Regions from separate parts of the Mus musculus genome. Here region 1 is linked to region 2. A link is a contact called in public promoter capture Hi-C data. All regions are on one chromosome and are shown on one strand. Each heading gives the region's core, a stretch centred on a gene start, on an enhancer-like site or on the middle of the called end of the contact. The rest is flanking DNA. Distances are from core to core; before and after follow the strand shown. Region 1 holds the start of Macf1 (microtubule-actin crosslinking factor 1). Region 2 overlaps Macf1 (microtubule-actin crosslinking factor 1).

Region 1 (3,142 bases), core at 381-2,880, 110 kb after region 2:
ATGTCACTGCACTAGCTGTGGCACTTCCCTATCTTTCTACCTGCATGGTGACACCAACATCTGCTGTGGTACTGAGCATACTCAGGGAGACAGCTGTGGATGCCCTCAGCAAGGCAGCTCTTTCATTAAGTCAAAAACAACACTGAGGGCTGGAGTGACGCTCAGCAGTTAGAGCCTCGGCTATGCACTAGAAGAGGGCTTCAGATCCCATTACAGATGGCTGTGAGCCACCACGTGGCTGCCGGGATTTGAACTCAGGACCTCTGGAAGAGCAGTCTCTCCAGCCCCAAGCCTCGGCTACTCTTACAGAGGACCCAGATTCAGTGGCAAGCACCCACACTGATGGCTCATCACCACCTGTGACTCCTTGCCTCCTCTGAGACCAAAACCCACACTCCTAAGCACAGCTGCTTGGAAAGGGCAGGCAGGCATCTTCTGACCTGTCAAGGGGAGGCAGCCCCTAGCCCTCACACCGACAATCAATCGAAAGGCAATCTGACTAAAGTCGGCTTCTCCAAAGACTTCCTTATAAGGAAATAACACAACAGAAATCAAAAGTTTTTATTCCTAAACATAATCATTATAGCATTGTCGACTACAGCAGAACACTGGGGAAAGACTAGGAGTTAGGGATAAAATCTGAGGATGTGTGGTGGCACATACCTCTTATTCCAGCACTCAGGAAGCAGAGGCAAGGCGATCTCTGATTTTTGAAACTAGCCTGGTCTACAGAGCAAGTTCCAGGACAACCAAGGCTACATAGTGAGACCCTATCTGGACAAATACAAAAATAACAATTTTAAATAACCCATAAAGCCTGAGATGTAAATCTGAAGCTCTTTTTAAGGATGAATGAAGAGAACAGGTCCACAGTGGGACACAGGCCACCAAGGTAACTATTATGTACATAAACTACAGCCTAGTGGGAGAAACGCAGGGCAGAGGTGCAGATAGGAAACTAGGCCTCATTCAGCATGGGGTAACAGGGCAGTAGGCTTCCTTTTTCTTTTTTTTTTTCCTTTCTTTTTCCTTTTTTTTCTTTTCTTTTTTTTTCTTTTTAGGTTTCTCTTGAACGTTCTTTCATCCTCTTTGCAACAATAACAATCATCATAACAACAAGTTAGATTCCAGCTGACTTGACTCTGAGGACCTCTCACCACCTCACCATGCAGGTGCACACTGACCCAGACTCCCTCAACCCTGCAGCAGCCAGCTAGCAAACGCTGAGGATCATTCTTACCAGCGACTCGGACCACGGCACGTTCTGCAGGGTCCAGCACAGAATCCTGGCTTTTCCGCTTCTTCTGCTCATGCAGTGGCAGGTTCCAGGGCAAGGTGTCCCCAGGGGGACAAGGAGACAGGCTCCCTGACCGCTCACTCCGGTAAGACCTCTCACTCCGACATGACCTCTCACTCCGACAGGATCGCTCACTGAGCGTTTCTTCATCAGAGGAAGACATGGTCCAAGCAAGAGTGGCTACAGGAAGGACCAGATGTCCTGGGAGAAGGGATCTGGAAGAGAGAAAGAATACATGTGAAGGATAAAATAAAATAAAGGATCAAGAGTCACACAAGGATCCTGGCTCTGCCTGCTACTGACTTGACTTGACGTCTTTACCTACTTGAACCTCAGTTTTTTGTTTTGTTTTTTTTTTTTCATTTACAAAACGAAATAGCACATGCCAAGACTAATTTATGAGGCATAGGGGAAAATTATATTAGGTAACATACACACACATACACACACACACACTCATATATGAGAGACAGAGAGGAAGCGAGAGAGATGGTTAAGAGAGTATACTATCCTTGTAGGAGACCTGACTTCCATTCCCAACACCTGCTTCTGGCAGATCACAACTGCCTGAGCTATCTGTGACTCTAGCTCCAGGGAGCTGAGGCCCTCCTCCAGTCTCTTCAGGCTCCAGTGCTCATGCACACATATCCATACACAAACCACACACATACACAGAATTAACAATAAAATAAGTTTTTAGCTAGGCCTGCCTGGTAGAGCATGCCCGTAATCACAACACTCAGGAAGCAGAGGCAGCCAGAGCTCTGTGAGCCTGGTCTACATGGCAAGTTCCAGGCTAGCCATGGCTACATAGAGAAATTGTCTACAATAAGAAAACAAAAACAAAACAAAAAACCCCAAAAACAAACAACAAAAACAAAAATACTGTGTGAGTGTTAGCATTTACTACTGATTGTCAGGCAGAAAAATAGGAGCTTAAATTCTACTCCATTATCCATTATTATCCATTAGCTATATGTCCCCAGAGAAGCCATTTAATCTTGTCACCCTCGACATTCTCACCTATAAAATGGAGATGGTGCTAGTTAGCCTCCCATCTCACAGGGTTGTTTGCAAGAACTAAACTGGTTCCTGCCATTTGATGCCAGGTAGCCAGTAAGCACTCAATACAGAATCTGCTTTTACCTCCCCCTTCCTCTCACCTCCCAGGAATGCTATAAGGATAAAATGGGACAACAGATGGAAAGGATTTTCAAAAGCTCACGCAGGGTCTCATCGGCAGGCATGGAAAGAGGCGTGAGCTAGAACAGGTGGAAATTCCCGATTCCTCCAGCACACAGATTAGACACGGCCCCAAACCTGAAGCAAGGTAGACCTGGTGTGGCCACTTACAGTTGTCGAGATCGGGGTCAAGTCACTCCACCTCTCAGGGACTCAGTTTCATCATCTGCACAGTGGGGGAGGGACGGTACTTCTCCTTAGAGGATATTTTAAGGACACCGCGAAATGTGCATGTAAACTTAGCTGGTTCCATGTATGTCACACAGCAGGCATTAGATAAAATATTCATTGGCTCATTCCAAGGGCTGTTCGGGAATAGATCACACAGCGTGGGGGCAGGGGTGATGGTAAGGACTGGCAGGTTTTCTGGTCAGTTTAGCTAGTGGAGGGAGAAGAGTGGAATCACTATCATTTCAAGCCAGCTGGGTTCCACCAGCCAGACTGGGCAGCCTTCCCTCAGCCGGGCTCAGTTCACTGCCCAGAACCATCTGCTACACATGGCCCACCACCCCAAGGGCTCTCAGAGCCAAGCTGGTGCATGCCTTCAGCTGTCGGCCTTCCTATAAGGCCCAGATCTAGCTCAGGTACACAGTTCTGTTGGGG
Region 2 (3,112 bases), core at 379-2,878:
TTTCAGACTGAACCCAGGGGCTTATACTAGGCTAAGCCCGCATCTGTGGTTATTTTGAGACAAAGGCTCACTACATAGATTCCCTCGAGATCTCCCAGCTTTAGCTTTCTTAGCTCTAGTACTCCAGATGCATGTCACTGGCCCAGCCACCCATTTCTTTCTAATACAAGCTCAAATACAAGCATGTCACTTTGGGCTGCCCCTTAAACATAGCACCATACAAGCACACATACATAATTGTAAATGTCTGCCTCTGTTTCTGCTGATAGAGCCACACAGTGAACCTGAATACTTAGCCAACAGCTTTTCTGGGACTTAACCAGAAAAGGACACTGGGGAATCAACAGGGTCTAATTCTAATTCTGTCAAGCATTGGTGAACTTTTCATAGAAATATAAGTAATAGGTCATCAAGCCCTGTCTTAGCTTAAAGAGACCAGTAACAAGTACCTAAGTAGAAGAAGGTTATCAGTGACAATATTAAAAGCCTGAAATCCAAGGGTGTCCTCCAGGACAAGTATACCTATAGTCCTCACACACAGCCACTTAGAGCCAGGTGTACTTGGGGCTGGTCCTGACAGTTGGCAGTCAGAAAGCATGGAGGACAGCATAAGGAACAGAGGGATCTCCAAAGCTCCAGTGCCACAATGATCAGAGTCTGATTTCCTGGGGACAAAACAACCACCAGCTTCCTAACACTTGTGGCTTAGGTATAGCCCCAGGAAGGAGCAGTAACAATTGCATCAAAGAGCAACACAGAATGTACCCCAGAAAGGAGGCCACACAGCCCTTCCCTTGTAACCACCCTCCTCTTTTGCCTACACCCATCCCACACTTCAGAAGGCAACGGATTCCAAAACTCCATTCGGTGATTGAGAAAGCAAAGGAAGGAAGGCCTTAATCCTCCGAGGCAGGACACTAGAGCAATGGGCACTTCCCTTCAACAGCGAAACCAGTCATCATCTCATCTACCCAGGCCCTCAGCCAGTGTCACAAGAACAGGAAGGAGTCTGACTGACTGGCTTGAGCTCGGGGCTCGCGCTCTCCCTCCCTCCCTCCCTCCCTCCCTCCCTCCCTCCCCCCCCCCCTCTCTCTCTCTCCCTCCCTCTCTCTCTCTCTCTCTCTCTCTCTCTCTCTCTCTCTCTCTCTCTCCCTCTCCCTCTCCCTCTCCCTCTCCCTCTCCCTCTCCCTCTCCCTCTCCCTCTCCCTCTCCCTCTCTCCCCCTCTCCCCCTCTCCTTTTCTCCCTCTCTCCCTCTCCCTCCCCTCTCCCTGTGTCTTTCCCCTCCATCCCCTGACAGCACAACAGCTGAAGGGTGCACTGGCCCTTTAAAGCAAGCAATCAAGTGGGAAGATCTCCCCGCTTTACCCCACCCTAAGAGCCCCACAGAAGATTCAAGAAGGGAGGCACCACTTAGTTACCTGCTCTGTCTCTGGCACAGCTCTTCCAGTACAGAATACCAGCAATTCCAAGAATGTGAGTCAAAATAAAGAGGGTTGGCGGCAAATAAGATGAATCTAAAAGAGGCATTTCCAGGCCTGCTCTTTCTCCTCCTTTAGTGAGCCTCACACGGGCACACAGGCGGAGCCCAGGGCTGCCTCGGGATGCCTTTCTCCTGAGCTTATGCTGCCCCTTACTATCAGCTCAGCGGCAGAGGCAGATGCCCAGGCTTAATGTGGTCAGAAACTTCCTGGCAGCTTCTTCCATCTCGACTCTGCGCTTTTTGCAGCAAACTACTGGGACTAAAACTACAGTGTGTCTCAGACAAAGCCCAGAAAGCAACTGGTTGGCGGGGGAGGGGGAAGGGAAGGAGGAAGAAGAGTGAGAAGGAGGCCAAAGTCAGTGTAGAGCTGACTCAAACCTCTATCTTTGGCATCCTCTGGTCAGCTTAAACAAACCTCAGACCTTTCTACAAGAGGGGAGGGTGTCAGAGGACCAGAGGACGTCACACTCTGAACTTTCCATTCTCTGACTGATTGGAATGCCAGACTTCAGGATGTAGCCAGAAGAAAAGAGTCACAGAAGCACTGGAGAAACTCTAGCAGGGAGGAGGCAAAGTATACAAGAGCCTTGGCACAGCCAGAGCGCAACCTTCCACAGCCCAAACTAGAGAAGAGTCCACAGACCCCATCTCACAGAGCGGAGGGAGCACTGGGTATCAGGGGAGCAAGCGGCTCCACAAGTACAGCCTGGCACTTTTTAGGGGTTACGGAGAAAAAAAAAAACAAAAAACTAAATAAAACTTTCCATCAGCAGGGTCAGGGGGTATGGGATGGACATCAAGAACTAAAAGAGAGCAGAAAACCAAATCTTCCACAAAACCAGGGCCTGCTTATAGACCTGATGTGGGTACTGTAACAGCTACTGAATCCTTACCACTACTGAAAGAAAGCCAGATTGGCTCAAATGAAAAAATGCAATTATTCCAAGTTCTGGCAAGGACTGGGGAGGGATAAACTACAAGAACTACTTCAGAAAAGAGTTAGTCAAATGCTTATGAAGTTAACCATTCAAATACAAGCAAACTTGCTGAGAACAATCACACAAAATGAAAAGAAAGGCCCACACAGAGATCTGTATATGAATGTTAAATTACCAACACTATACAAGATAATAACTCAAATTTATTAAGTGGTGAACTTTTAATCAAAGTGTAGTGTGTCCATACACAGAACCACTTCTCTGCAATAAAAAGAAAGTTAGGAATACATTCAAGTATTGTATGTCTACATGTGAGAGAAATCAAACACAAAAGGCTACATACAATAGGAAAACAATAGATAAAAGCAAAAGAGATGGGGCGCACTACAAGAGCTGGCTCAAGAAAGCTGTGGGGTTCTGGAAGTGTTCTACGTATTATAATTTTCTCTCATCTGTCGAAATACAGTAAACTGCACATCAGAAAGTGTGAGCTGTGTGACACACACAAACCTAATAAAATACGTTTAAAAGCTAGCAAGGAAAAAAAAAAGCTAGCAAGGAGTTTACACAATCTAAATCTAAATTAAATGAGCCACCACTACCTCTCTCAAAAAGTTATTTTATGAAGTGCAGTGTGGACACACTTGCTCCCAACAGCTGAGAGTAGTCCACCACTGTCCTCTGCAACACTTG

What was found. Promoter capture Hi-C pulls out the DNA fragments that hold promoters and counts their contacts.
Region 1: a promoter capture Hi-C map of embryonic stem cells shows a contact between it and region 2, with 2.5 times the contacts expected there. The contact joins the promoter of Macf1 here to the enhancer-like site in region 2. A contact is called at or near these places in 2 of 39 promoter capture datasets (embryonic stem cells and hippocampal neurons), 9 of 484 Hi-C or Micro-C datasets (B cells, bone marrow-derived macrophages, brown adipocytes and 3 more), 8 of 115 datasets of contacts at active chromatin or transcription factors (bone marrow-derived macrophages, embryonic forebrain, embryonic hindbrain and 4 more) and 3 of 9 other capture datasets (adipose tissue, liver and pancreatic islet).

The regions. Positions count from the first base shown.
Region 1 is chr4:123,682,730-123,685,871 of GRCm38.p6, forward strand. It overlaps Macf1 (microtubule-actin crosslinking factor 1), which reads right to left and starts at 1,631. Exons shown (of 98, transcript NM_001199136.1): 1 at 1,241-1,631. The coding sequence starts at 1,460.
Region 2 is chr4:123,571,198-123,574,309 of GRCm38.p6, forward strand. The region is part of intron 1 of Macf1 (microtubule-actin crosslinking factor 1); the gene reads right to left. Among named protein-coding and RNA genes, the nearest start is that of Gm31156, 21 kb to the left of the region's middle. Within about 2 kb of position 1,629, at least 348 of the 459 cell types and tissues checked have an H3K27ac peak or open chromatin away from gene starts, as enhancers often do. A contact at or near this core is called in B cells, adipose tissue, bone marrow-derived macrophages and 9 more, where this site is marked.